Regions from separate parts of the Capsicum annuum genome. Here regions 1 and 2 are each linked to region 3. A link is a contact called in public Hi-C data. All regions are on one chromosome and are shown on one strand. Each heading gives the region's core, a stretch centred on a gene start, on an enhancer-like site or on the middle of the called end of the contact. The rest is flanking DNA. Distances are from core to core; before and after follow the strand shown.

Region 1 (4,664 bases), core at 1,294-3,793, 240 kb before region 3:
ATATATGAATGTGTCAATTTGTGGACCTTGTACCATTAGTGCAGATTCTGCAGATGATAAGTCAAAAAAATTTCTATAGCAGATCAATTGTGTAAAAAGGGTGGAACATAATTACGTGCACCCAACTGGTTAATATAAAATTTAATCAGCTGCATGAAAACAGTCCGTTGCTCAAAACAAGTTGAGCAAGCATCTATTATCTGAAAGACAATAGCATCAAATTACAAAAGTATGAGCTAAATAAAAATCAAATTTCAAGAATTAAGAATCAAGATTTTGGTGAAAAAATGATGAAAAGTGATAACAGAATAAGAATGAAGAAGAAAGTAAATAAAAATTAATTTTAAATAAAAAAATATACGTGTAAAAATGAGATTGGCGCGTGTATTATACTTTCTACTTCAAAAGCTGGGATATGTCGGGGGGAATCAATTTCACTTTAAAATAATTGAGGGGATAATAGGATCCCCGCAAAGTTCAGTATGTGCAATTATAAATTTAGGCAAAATACATATATTTTTCGGACTATTATCCCTTAAAATTACTGTATTTTATTAATTTATTAAATACTAAACATCCTTCGACTATTTTGTGTGTTTATTTATTCAAATTTTAAATCTTCTTAGTAAAATTTTTATCTCTGCTACTGAATATAGCTCGTGGCATGTAGTGTTATTGGAGACAAAAAAACAGCCAAAATGTGAAATCTATGACTTCATCAAACAGTATATAATATGAAAGCAAGAGCATGTGATATGCTCGATGGTTCCACCATCTCAAAGATGATGGCCGTTTTATAAATGTATACCTATAAAAAGAATTGTATAGTATGGGCACCAGCTTTTTAACTTTGACAACTTTTTTTGTTTCTCTTTTTTTTTTTTTTCCTCAAGACTTCTGGATGCAGCTAGCCAGTTAGTTGACACTGGTTTTGGACTAATCTAATCAAATAATTTCAAATTCGAGAAACATGTAGTAATTTCTTTCCAAATTTATTTGGTAAGTGTTCTCCACTAATTAAACAAATAAAGAAGTAAACTTTGGGTAAGTGGTTGGACTTAAATTAATTTATATCCTTCCTTTTCAAGCGAGTACTGTTCTACACAAAACTTTAAAGAAGATGGCTCTCCATTAATCCGTGAATGTAATCAATTTCATTCTAGCTACATATTATAATTCCAAATTGTCTCTCTACGGAAGTCATTATTTTACTATAAAATCGACCAAAAAAACAAAGTTTGGATGAGTGGTTAATCAGTTATTAATAATATAAGTTATTTTCTTATTTATTTTTCAAATTTAGCAACGAGTAGCTCGATGAAGGTGGCCGAGTTAGCGATCTTCAAGCTAAACGAGCAAGAAAGAAAATATGTAACATTGACACTCGTGTTTTTAGCGTCCTTTATTTGCTTTAGCTATAAGCAAATAGATTAGGCGTTTCTTTTATAAGACTAGTTAGGGATAGTGCATATGTAACCATCCTAATGTAGACAGTTCTTGTACACTAAGTTGCTTTTTAATGATGCACAATTGTGGTTTTTTCTCTTTTAATTTATGTAATACTATTTAATTAGATATGAATTTATTGGGACGAAGTATGGTGGGAATTGACCTGTCAGATGAGACTTGACATATATAATAGTAGATCGAACAATACCATAAGATTATAATCACATATTCAAAACTTAGTCAAATATCAAGGGTGATATGGGTCCATAATTAAGATGTGTAGAAAATTAACAAAAAGATATTTCATCCATATTACTGCTCCAAAACTTGCAAGGCACTGCTACAGGAACCAGTCATCAGTTTTCTAAAATATATTTAAAAATCATAGGCTATTTCACACGCAAAATAGTACTTCCTCCGTTTAAAAACGAATGATCTACTTTTCTTTTTAGTCAGTTTAAAAAAGAATGATCTCTTTCCTTTTTTAGCAATTTTTTAATTTCAACTTTCCATGTGACATAATTAAGACTACAAGATTGAAGAGTATTTTGGTACATTAGACATATCTTTAATTTAACACCACAAGATTCAAAAGTTTTCTTTATTTTCTTAAACTTGGTGTCAAGTCAAATTAGTTCATTCTTTTTTAAACGGATGGGAGTAGTATTAGCTAGCTTTCTTTCGAATATGTGTAGGCAAATAATTTTCAATAATTCCATTCTCTAATTCTTACGTCTATTCTTCTTTATTATTGTGATTTTTTACCGGTAAACTAGAGGAAAGGAAATAATGATTAGACTGTATGGGAGAAAACAATTTTTGGCTAATGGACAAATAATGCAGTGATATGTAGCACGAATATATAGTTAGTTAAAGCAGCCTAATAATAAAGATAGCATTGAATTATATCTTCTGAATAAGACCGGTAAAAGGGCAATCCAGTTGAAAAGGATCTGGAGCTGATACTATCGTGACCGGCATATTATGCCTATAAGGACTATCTAGCTTCGAGGACACGAGACCGCCTACCAATAGTTGAACGAGATAATAATGAGATAAGCTTGCAAGTTCGTCGATCATGGAAGATGTCAAGATTCTCGCAGGTTGTTATGCAACTGTGAATATCTTAGTTGAGTAGAGATCTTATGGGGGCAAAATTGACGGGGGATGCTCCATACTACAAATAGTCATGTAGTCACCGATTTGTAATTGGGGTTCTGCGTATTCTGAGAAAGACCTGATGTTTACTATTAATAAAGCTTAACTACAAAAGCCTCTCTATTTTAAGCTTTTTGTTTAACGTTGTTCCTGTTAGGTCAAGTTGAATGCCTGAATGGAAAATTGAGGGAGAATAGTGGAGGGAAAGTGAGTTCACACTAAAATGAAAAGTGTGCTCAAAATGAGGAAAATCTATTAAATTCTTCCATATTGGTGGGGAAATAAACTTTCATGCTATTATATTGAGAAACACATCTCCACTTGGTAAGTGAGGCAAGAACCAATAGGTGCCCCGTGCTGTTGTTGTTGCTTGGCTTGGCTTTGGCCTTAGATCAATCAATAAGAATAATCTTTTAGGACAAAATTTATTTGAAACTTGGAAAGAAATCCAGTCTGAAAATCCAAATTCACTACTAAAATTACCCCTATGATGACGGTTGCAAAATCGTTGCAATAGACAACAAAATTATTGCCATAACTCTACCGCAATGATTCAGCAAGCGTCCTATATGTGGGCGTTGCGATAGGTCTATGGCAACGGCTTATGCGACGGTTGTCTGAAACCGTCGTCATAGGTCGAGCGATGGCGACGGTTATTTTTTGACTTATTGAGACGCTTATTTTCATCTTTTACAACGGTAACTAACCGTTGCAATAGATTCTATTATAACGACATTAAACCGTTGCAATAGCATCTATTGCGACGCTTTTGTTATTTTGTTGCAACGCTTTTTGAGTATCTATTACAACTATTTCATTACTTATTGGGACGCCTATTTTCTTCTATTACAACGGTTACAAACCATTGCAATAGATTCTAATGCAACGACATTAAATTGTTGCGATAGCATCTATTGTGACACTTTTGTTATTCTGTTGTAATATTTTTTGACTACCTATTGCAATGATTTATTGAAACGATTGTTGCCATATGTTATTAAATTGAAATGATTTATATAAATAATCACTCGTATCAAATTATAACACAATATATACACATCACAAAACAAAATCATTCATTAATAATCTCATAATTCAAAATATGAGACAAGCTAGTAATTTAAACTCAAAAGAAAAATGTAATCAATTTCAAATGATTAGTTAAATTTTTACATAGTAGCAAGTTCGAGTCGCTATAAGTTTCAAGAAATTCAACACAAAACTATTGATATTAGAGCATTTATTCACAACCGAAAAATCTTCTCAAGGAAGGTCAATGTCTTCATCACTTTCTTCTTTTTGGACACCTATAAAAAGAGAACAAATAATATAAATTAGCACTTAAATGACAACATAAAAAGATTAGAATCACACTGCAGCATGATATAATGGGTCAATGCCTCACTGAAGTTCTACTTCAAGCATTTTTTGAGTTCACATCGGGAGGATTAGGTCAGGCTCTTAGTCATATCTAGATTCTCATATAACATATAATATAATGAGTCTACCAGACAGACATAATTCCAGTTATTCACAAGCCAGCAGGCATATAAAATCTACATTCAATACCAACTATGTTCAAGGGGAAGAGTTTAGGGGCTTATTTCAGGAGTGGCTTTATACTGCTAAGTCCTACTTAGAAAAGGCACCAAAACGATTAGAAAATTTGCAGACCACAGACATTATCTCATGAATTATAAGGTTGGGGACATGATTATAGTAATGTCTAGACCAAGAAAGTTTACAACACTACGAGGCATACAACATGACTTGGTTAAAAATATATCAGGGGCCATCACGTCAACAGATGCAACCAATAAAAAATAAGAAAAAGAGATGAGAAGAAGAAGAAGAAATAGAGACTGACCTTGATTGTTACTACCAATAGATGGACGATTTATTGGTTGAATAGCAGTCTCTTCTCCTGACGAATGCACATTGAATCTTAGCATATTAGGATCAAGTGTTAATCCTAGATTTAAATGTTGTAGTTGTGCAATGATGTTCATTGTAACATCTCGTTCAATGACATCTCTTTGAGATAACATATTATCACT
Region 2 (4,963 bases), core at 1,003-3,502, 140 kb before region 3:
TGAAAAAGGGAACGGTGAGAATGAGTAGAAGGTAAAGTTTGATGGGTCTCCTATTTTAAAGTTAAATAAACATTTTTCTTTCACATTTAATGATAGTTATAATTTACCCAACAAAAATTTTAGTTGCATTTAAATTTCATATATAGAAGATAGTAAAAGGTTAATATTATCTTTATACATTTATGGCCATTTAGCAACTTCCAAAAGATAAATATTCCTAATTAAACATAAAAGCGTTAAAGAAAACCATCAAGTTGATATTCCTTTCACCCCACCGCACACACTTGATAGAAGTTTGTTTGGTCAAAATTACTCCGATCAACAAAATCCACTTTTTGATGGGGCTAATATAGGCTCCTCAAGTTATGTCACGAAATTAGGAGTTTTAAACCAAGCACTTTTTGATGTCTCGTTTATTCCATGGAATATAAAGTTTATGATAAAATCTACTTGTATCAAATGTTTACGTTGATATAGACTTCTTTGATCCTTTCACTTATTCATGGTAGTTAGTATATATTTTTATTTGGTATAATACATAAATATGATCCCAAACTTAACATTAAATTATAACTTTGACCTTAAACTTTGACAGTGCACAAATATGACCTTTAACTATTCAAAACTGCACAAATATGACGTCCAATCCTACGTGGCAAAACACGTATTCAACACACAAAACTGGGTGCGTCCAGCTTAAAATTAAAGCGTTTCAATAGTAAAAAACTGGTAAAATGACTACAATGCCCTTACTAATTCCTTCTTATATATTTAAATGACTTTTCACTATTATTTTTTCATTGTTTTCGTCTCAAAGATGAAAATGACGTCTAATTTCTTTTGTCATTGTGGAAAAAGAGCAATATTGAAGATTTGTTAATTAGGCGGGTCAGCCTCATTTGAAAATATCGCGCGGGTATCTATATATATTATATAGCAGAGGACGAATTTAAGTTATATAATATATCTAAATATAATTTATTTAAATATTAAATTAAAGATGAAATTATACTAATAATAAAAAAATTATAGTTTTAATAAAACGTTATTAAATTAATGTTATTAAAACATTATTAAGGATAGTAGTAGTAGTATATTAAATTAACGTTATCAAATTAATGTTATTAAAATGCTATTAAATTAACGTTATTAAATTAACGCAGGGGCGGGCCTACGTGGTTGCCATGGGGTTCACCCGAGCCCCCTCGATAAAAAATTACGTTGTATATTTAAGATAGAAAATCTATACTTATGTACGTATATTAATGTTGAACAACATGATACAAGACACTTAGATAGCCCAGTGGTGTTATTTGCTCTTCTAGGGTGCTTCCTTCAGCCTACTGCGCGGGTTCGATCCTTGCTAGTGGCTGTTCTTTTTTTTTTTTTTTAATAAAAAAGATAGGTGTTGCTGCTATAGAAATAAATAAAATAATAATAATAATAATAATAATAAAAACGATGTCGTTTTAACACAAAAAGCAAAACGACACAAATAAATAAAAATAAAAATATAATAATAATAATAATAATAACGACGCCGTTTTAACACAAAAAGCAAAACGAAGTTGTTTCAGATGAAAGACAAATATGACCTTTAACTATTCAAAATTGTACAAATATGACCTCCGATCAAAAGTCCCTCCAAGTCAGCCCTTTTAATGACGTGGCATCGTGTGATTGGATTACCTTTCCACATAAGCGCAAGTGAAACTCACGCATGAGGGTTGCAAAATCGGAGGTTATATTTATTTAGGTTTTAAATAGTTAAAGGTCCTATTTGTGCACTATCAAAGTTTAAGGTCAAAGTTATAATTTAGTGTCAAATTTAGGGTTATATTTATGTATTATGCCTTTTTATTTCATTAAATCACTTCACCATAATATATTATATTGCTTGATGTAAACATCGAAAATAAATAAATTTTAATCAAATTCTACTTGTGAAATCTCAAATTTCAAGATAATATTTTTCATTATAATGATTAAAAAGATGTTATTTGTGCTAATTTTGCTTTTGTCTCAGCCATAATTAAAGTGTAAAGGGGACACGCAAATAGAGAGTATGCTGGCTAACGTGTTACTACCTCCGTTATATATATATCTTAATTATAATATCTGAAAAAATGTTAAATGAATCACAGCAAAAGAAAAGTTAAGACGTTTCTGTGAATACTAATATATAGTATCACATAAAATATGAAAAATAAGACTTTAGGTTTAAATCTAGACAAAGCTATATAATAATACCATCACTAACCAAAAAAAGACTACTAGTAGCTATAGAGATATTGGTCCCTAAAGACCAATAGCGACCGGAAAACAATGTCTTTCCTATAAATATACTTTTATTGACTAGATTTTCAATCGCTAAATGTTGGTCTCTATTAAGCATTTCTCTTGTAGTATATTTTAATTTTTTCTAATTTTATTAGTTTGTACTCTATAATTTATCAGTATACATTTTAACTTGTATGGATATATTTTATTTAATATTCCTCCTAATTTCACACATTTAATAACTCATTTATATTTATGACATGATATGTAATATGTTGGATGCAGTTTGAAGGAGCTGTGAAGGAGGATGGAAGAGGTCAAACTATATGGGACAAATTTTCTCATTCGTTTGGTAAAATTTTGTGCAGTTCCCCACTAATATTTGTTTTTTTTTTTTTCAAAAGAGAATTGTGATTATTTAAAATAATAGTTGGGGAATACTTTAATAAGTGTTATTTCAAATTTGAAATGCAAAATTTTAGAAATATATTTAAGAATTCTAAAAGTTTTTACTCACAAAAGTTAAACATAATTTTTAGCACAAACACAACTTTGACTTTCATATATATATATATATATATATATATATTTCAACTTAACATCAATTTCTTTTCTAAAAAAACATAAAATTTATCGTGTCGAGACGTCTACTAAATACTATTGCTAAATTGGTTGGATTTTGCAGGTAAAGTAATTGATTTTAGCAACGGCGATGTAGCCGTGGATCATTATCATCGGTACCCGGTAAATCTATTCAAACTTTATAAATACCACACTAATTTTTTGAGAAATTTTAATTTGGGCCACTTACAAAATGAATACATTTTTTTTTTTCTTGTATCTCTTATATGTGAAAATGAAGTTTCCTTATGTATAAAAATAAAGATCTCTTTTAAATTGTCATAAAACAAAAAAAGGAAAAGTTGGCCTAAAAAATCAATTCCCCTATTACACTTTTGGATCATTTAGACAAAAATTATTAACCATCACATCACATAATTCCAATGTACTTTTTCCCACTCTTTTAAACAGGAAGATATACAGCTTATGAAGGATATGGGAATGGATGCCTATAGATTTTCTATTGCTTGGGCCAGAATTTTCCCTAGTAAATATTCCTTTCCTTTCGTACTGGTTAAATAAGCATAATATTAATTCATTAAAAAGCATTTCCATATGATGTATACACCAAATTCAATAAATGCTATGCATTTTCCCTTTAATTTAGCTATTGTCGTTTGGTTGGGAAATTGTTATCCCGAAATAACTAATACCAGAATTATCCGGGATAACTTATCCCACCATATATATGGGATAAGTTATTCCATCACTATGGAAAAAATGGTGGGATAAGTTATCCCACCATGAATTAATCCCTCCAACCAAACAAGGAATTTAAACGATCTTTTATTTATCCTGGGATAACTTATCCCTTGGATTATTTATACCTCACACCAAACGACCCCAAAGGTACACTTGTTTGGTTTGCTGTTAACAACATGAGCGGAATTTTTTTAACTTATATTTAAACCTGTTATATAAGAGTCTGGAAGCGTTTGGAGTGAGGTATACGTTCTAATAGTCCCGGGATAAATTATGGGATTATTTTATCCCATGTTTGGTTGATGGGATACGTAAGGAATTACTTATCCCATCATTTATGCCGTAGTGATGGGATAAGTTATCACATATTTATGGTGAGATAACTAATCTCGGGATAACTTGTTCCCAATTAACCAAACGACCCTAAGCTTATATGAAGAAAATAAAGAGCAATATGGCTTGTAGGCAGTGGCGGAGCCAGGATTGACACCAAGAGGGTTCACAAGTAAACATATAAACTAATCAAAAGAGGTTCGACATCCACTATATATACATAAAAAATAATTTTAACCATGTATATATAGTGCAATTTTTCGTCGAAAGGGGTTCGAATGACCCTACCTTATATGTAGCTCCGCCACTGCTTGTAGGTTCTACTTGAACGTTGTACATAACTATGTCCAAACTATTAACATAATTAACTCTGAATTTCTTATCATTATCAGAGGGAGCTGGTGAAATCAATCAGGCTGGAGTTGTTCACTACAATAAGTTGATCAATGCTCTACTAGCTAATGGTATATTTGACATTCTTACTCTCCAATTTCTAAAAACTATATTTAATTTCTTTCAGCATTTATGTCAAAATTTTATTACATTAAACATAGATAAATTGTTTGTTGCAATATATATGTTGATACTCAGGAATTCAACCATATGTAACACTATATCATTGGGACCTTCCTCAAGCTCTACAAGACAAGTACAATGGATGGCTTAGCCCACAAATCATGTAAGTTCACCAGATGCTAATTATTCCAACTTGTCTAGATTCCGTTCATGTAACATTTATGGTAATTTTAACAGAAAAGATTTTGCGATGTACGCGGAGACGTGCTTCGAGAAATTTGGTGATAGGGTGAAGAACTGGATCACTATCAATGAGCCTCATACTGTTGCCATCCAAGGCTTTGATGTAGGGCTACAAGCACCCGGGCGATGTTCCATCCTCCTACGAGCTTTTTGCAGGGCTGGAAACTCTGCAACTGAGCCTTACATTGTTACTCACAATCTACTCCTTGCTCACGCCACTGTTGTTGACATTTACAAAAAGAAGTACAAGGTAAAAGATTTTGGGAAG
Region 3 (4,770 bases), core at 1,540-4,039:
TCAAGAAGTTCTCCAGGCATAGCTGCTGGATCCAACTCCCGAAAACCCTTGGGAGCGTTTGGGCTTTCTTTTCCTGTAAGCAAGAACGCTGAAATCTCATGAGAAAACTGAAACATTTCTTCCCTAGGAATTTTTCTTATTTCCCTGGGGTTTAAATGTTTGTGGAACACCGACTTGAAGCCAGCAGCTTTGACGAGAGGAGCAACTACCACACATTCTTCATTAAAATCTTCAAGTACTTCAATCAAATCATATTTGTGTATTACATCATCCTCCGTGAACTCATTCCATTCTGCGGACCAGTTTCTATATAAAGCCCAAACTTCCCCCTTTCTAGGAAATATTTGAATTGTATCACCAGGACCTTTTGTCCATCTGACCTTGTGAGAGAAACAGTTAACCGAGGTTCTAATTTCGTGCCTGCCTCTTCTGAAATATCCAGATGTTTTTGGAGCACCGGAATAGACATAGTTTAGCGACCCTATTCCACTGTTATATGAATTTAACCAACTAATTCTGGCCTTGAAAGGATTTAGAGAAACCACCTTGAGAATCAAAGCATAATATCGAGGCATCCCATCACTGTCATCATATGCAGCCCAGACCTGGTTCGGTCCAAAACAACTTTCTATTCGATCACTATCAAAATTGTGCAAATCTGAATCTGGAACATCTACCGACATACACACAGCAGGCTTATTATCTAAATAGTTGTCAAAAGTTCCAGAACTAGACCTATTTGCAAAGACATTGGTTTTAATTGCAACTTGTTTATGAACTGCATTATGATTTTCTCTGACATCAAACTCAGAGACATGAATTTCTACATTTTTTCTCTCCTTAGCTTCCTTGGTTAAACTTACCTCCCTTGAAGACATAGGTGTAGTCAAGGTAGCTGAGCCCTGATCTCTTAGGTTTTTCAATATTTCTTTCTTGGCCTTCTCCATCAGTAAATGTTTGACATCATTGTAGGATACCTCCTTTCCATTACGCAACTGGTTAGTGACATTCAGCTTAACCCTTTCACTATTACCCCGCTGAACTTCAGCTGGACTTGCTGTGCTACCTCCAGCAGATTCCCAGCTATGCCTGAGCCTACTTGGGCTGGGATCATTTAAGCCTTTTTTCCTCTTGAAAGCATTAAACTGTCCAGCTGATAAAGGTGCACTTGGCCGTTTGGACGAATGATTTTTCCTTTTTAATGCCTCCTCTCTTTTCGTCGCCGTCTGTGCTTCTTGACGCTCTCGTTTTACTTTCTGATATGCTTGTTGTACCATATTAGCGGCTTGTACAGCAGATGCATGACCAGCAGTTTTAGAAAATGGGCTCCACTGGAAGTCATTCTGATCAGGAGAATCAGTGTTATTGACCATAGACGACACAAAATTTGGAGATCTTGAACTGTTTCTTCCTGTAGTTGATGCATCCTTTTTCATTCCCTGGTGGTATGTGTTTTCTTGCTGCTGAGAATAATCCCAGTCGGTAGACTTCTTTGAGCCATTGGATGGTGGCGTTGTTTCGACAGCAAAGAAGGCTTCATGACAATTGGGACACAGAAGATTATGGTTAAGGTACATCCGCATATACTCATACTGCATCTTGCACCGATAGCAAACAGTCCAAAATGTACCACGCTCCTTTGTTCCAAATGAAGAACTCTTTTTACTGGTACTACACTTAGGAGGCCTCACTCGTGAAGCAGCATTCTTTGCAAATTTGTGAAAACCATTCTGCGTAGATTGTTGAGAAGAATCCGCGATTTCAGCCTGAACTCTCTGCTGCAAGGCATTCATATTTCTGGTGTCATATGCTGTTTTCTTCGTTTTATCAGACAATAAACTCCATGCTTCTGAAACATGCTTAAACGCAGCTTCGGCCCCTATGGACTTGTTCTTATCAGGATGAAGCATGAGGGCAAGTTTCCTATATTGTTTCCTTATAGCCTCATCATCAGCTTTGGGACTAACACCAAGGATTCCATAAAAATTTCCTTCACCATTAACTTTGCTCTCAGCAGCAATATGAACGCCGAGTGTTGACAACATTTGACTAATGCCTTCAAGTCCAGGATTCAGATTCTGGGCCTTTAAAGCAAACTTTTTCGCTCCCGAAAAATCCTTAGCCAAGAATTTCCGCTCTGCAATTTCTTTAGCCCTCAAAGCATCATCTTTGTTGCACTCCATCTACCATACCCCTCTCTTTTAACCCTTCCTCTCATGTACAATTTGACCAATAAACAACAATAATAGAAGCAATCATCAGCCATTCAACTAACCTGTTCCACAATAACCATGCCCTAAAATTGCTTAGAAAAATGTAAGAATATTTTTCGAATCTTCAATCCAAAAAATGAAATGCCAAAAAACCAATTTTTTGAATAAAATTCCAAGGTGGACTATATACCATAGATACACAAAGAGCAAATTAAAGAAAAAGTGAAATAAGGAAAAAATAAAAATTGATACTTTGGTAAACAAGAAAATCAATCATCTAGTCATTAATGTAGCTAATCAAAATAATAATTATATCACAGATATAGAAGTAACACATTGAAAAACCAGATAATAGAATCAAAGATAAAAACGAAAGAAGATAAACCAAAGATTATTTTAATGTTTTCCATTTAATACCATGGTTGGTTGGGAGGAGATCTGACCACAGATGGTTGTTTAGAGCACGAAAAGGCAAGGAATTCTTCGCGTGAACATCTCCTGTGACCGCCGAAGACACTTTCACCGAGAAAGACGCGTCACAATGCTGATTTGAGTGTGTTCCATATGACACGCTGTTTGATGTCCTTATAGCATTTCTGGAATATTGGGCTTGGGCCTGGGCCTAAGAAGTGTTTGCATAGTTTTAGGAAATTTTATAGAGAAAATTATCCATATAGTATTAATAGATTCAAAATTACAAATTTTAGCAATACGTTTAGATAATTACATTAATAGCAATTGCAAGTTATAACAACTTATTAAAATACTAGTCTTCGTATATGCGTTTCACACATGTAATTTGCTTCAATGAGTTTAATTTTATAAAATTACTTCGATGTGTATCTTTCGACGAGAAATAATTTGCGTTTGACTAATAAATTTAAAGACAGAGCAACTATTAGTATTTTACTAACTATCAGTATTTGATTAAGCTTTTAAAATTGCTTTTAAATGTATTTTTCTCAAAAGTACTTTTAAAAAAAAATTACTTTTTTTGAGATTTTGAAATAGTAGAAGTTAAAACTCGTTTTGTTTGTTAGATTTATTTTAATTCAATCTCTCATCCTTGGACCTATGGTATTTCCAAACATATACTTAATTTAATGCATATGTAACCATAATGTCTTTCATGTCACTTAATCTAGGACTATATGATCAATTATTTTTTTATTTAAATTAATTTTTTAATGTGTACTTTAACGTAGATTGCAAATTCATGTAAATGGTGACTATGATTAATTGAGTAGCAACTTAAAAATGTAAACTCAAACTGATAGGAAATTTTTTCTAACACACAAAAAAAGAAAAATAAAAAATTACCTCATAATCATTTTCATGAGGTATTAACATACGTTATAATTTAATACATGTCCACACCCACATAAGAAAATTTTCAATCATTCTATTAACCAAGCACAAACAAATATAAATATTTTTGTTCATAAGAAAACAAATCAGAAAATCACAAAATTGAAGATCCATTAACAAAAATTACAGCTCTAACTCATAAAGTTCTATAAGCAAAAATATACTCATAAACCTAGAAAATATTTAAAGTTGAAATTAAAATAACATGACGTTATGCGAAATTTACATTACAAACATTCACAAAATAAGATTACAAAAAAATTATAATAAAAATAACATAATATTTAATATGCTTTAGTAAATGACCTACATATTGAAAAACTAATTTTACAAATACAAACCTAGAGTGAATAAATCTCTCCAAAATAAAACTCTTTACTTATGGATGTTATTGTATTATTTGTAGGAAGAAAAGATCCTCAATTTATAGAAGTCCAAAAGGACTAATCAAATATGGAAGAAATATTTTCAAGAAAAGAAAATATTTTACATCAAAAAAAACTTTAATTATGGTAGAAAATTAAAGCAAATCCTAATAAAAAGAACGTGATAATTAATATTTATTAGGAGTCAAAGTCTTGTTTAACCTTCCTTAATAGAAAGTCCTTAAACTCCAAAATCAAAAGTTTATAACCATATAAGATAATATAAATGACTTTGAAAAGAACTCAAATTAAATAATATTTTAAATTTATCATATATTTTGCTCGTAGATTTATTTTATCACATTCTTTTAAATGAAAATATAAATATTCCTATATTGCATTGACATATTAATATTTGAATTAAAAGTAAGTGAGCATCTTTGAACCCATAAAGATACAGAATTTAGGTTTAGTTAATTATAGAACACTTTGTTGTGAGCTTGAAATTTAAATTTCATCATGCATAATTTATATCAGCTTTAATATAATAACTAAGTCATATTTTAGGATATTGAACACTTGTATTTGTTTGGATGTTATCGAAAAACTTTTTGAGCATTCATGCTCCAAATTTGTATTTTTTTCCTCTAATTTCTTAATGACTTGTTACACGTAATCATATAAGAAATCAACTTTTTATAACAATAATAATTCATAAGATTATTATAACTACTTATACCCATATATAGTACTTATATAAATACTCATATAATGGACATACTTTGTTACCACAAATTCATATTCTACTAACACTTGATATTTAC

Evidence for each region. A called contact is a pair of places that touch in the nucleus more often than the background predicts.
Region 1: a contact with region 3 is called in a Hi-C map of bud, with 2.8 times the contacts expected there. The contact joins the enhancer-like site here to the promoter of LOC107876829 in region 3. A contact is called at or near these places in 2 of 5 Hi-C or Micro-C datasets (bud and placenta).
Region 2: a Hi-C map of placenta shows a contact between it and region 3, with 2.4 times the contacts expected there. The contact joins the enhancer-like site here to the promoter of LOC107876829 in region 3. A contact is called at or near these places in 2 of 5 Hi-C or Micro-C datasets (leaf and placenta).

Annotation. Positions count from the first base shown.
Region 1 is chr1:111,600,053-111,604,716 of UCD10Xv1.1, forward strand. LOC107876847 (a long non-coding RNA gene) reads right to left here. Exons shown (of 6, transcript XR_001676075.2): 5 at 4,475-4,551; 6 at 3,661-3,914. Among protein-coding and RNA genes, the nearest start is that of LOC107876847, 8.5 kb to the right of the region's middle. Within about 2 kb of position 2,544, at least 5 of the 5 cell types and tissues checked have an H3K27ac peak or open chromatin away from gene starts, as enhancers often do. A contact at or near this core is called in bud, where this site is marked.
Region 2 is chr1:111,695,214-111,700,176 of UCD10Xv1.1, forward strand. LOC107876837 (beta-glucosidase 40) reads left to right here. Exons shown (of 13, transcript XM_016723675.2): 2 at 2,566-2,632; 3 at 2,966-3,024; 4 at 3,313-3,388; 5 at 4,329-4,400; 6 at 4,528-4,615; 7 at 4,690-4,945. Among protein-coding and RNA genes, the nearest start is that of LOC107876837, 11 kb to the left of the region's middle. Within about 2 kb of position 2,253, at least 4 of the 5 cell types and tissues checked have an H3K27ac peak or open chromatin away from gene starts, as enhancers often do. A contact at or near this core is called in leaf, where this site is marked.
Region 3 is chr1:111,834,891-111,839,660 of UCD10Xv1.1, forward strand. It overlaps LOC107876829, which reads right to left and starts at 2,790. Exons shown (of 2, transcript XM_016723672.2): 1 at 2,631-2,790; 2 at 1-2,275. The coding sequence starts at 2,183.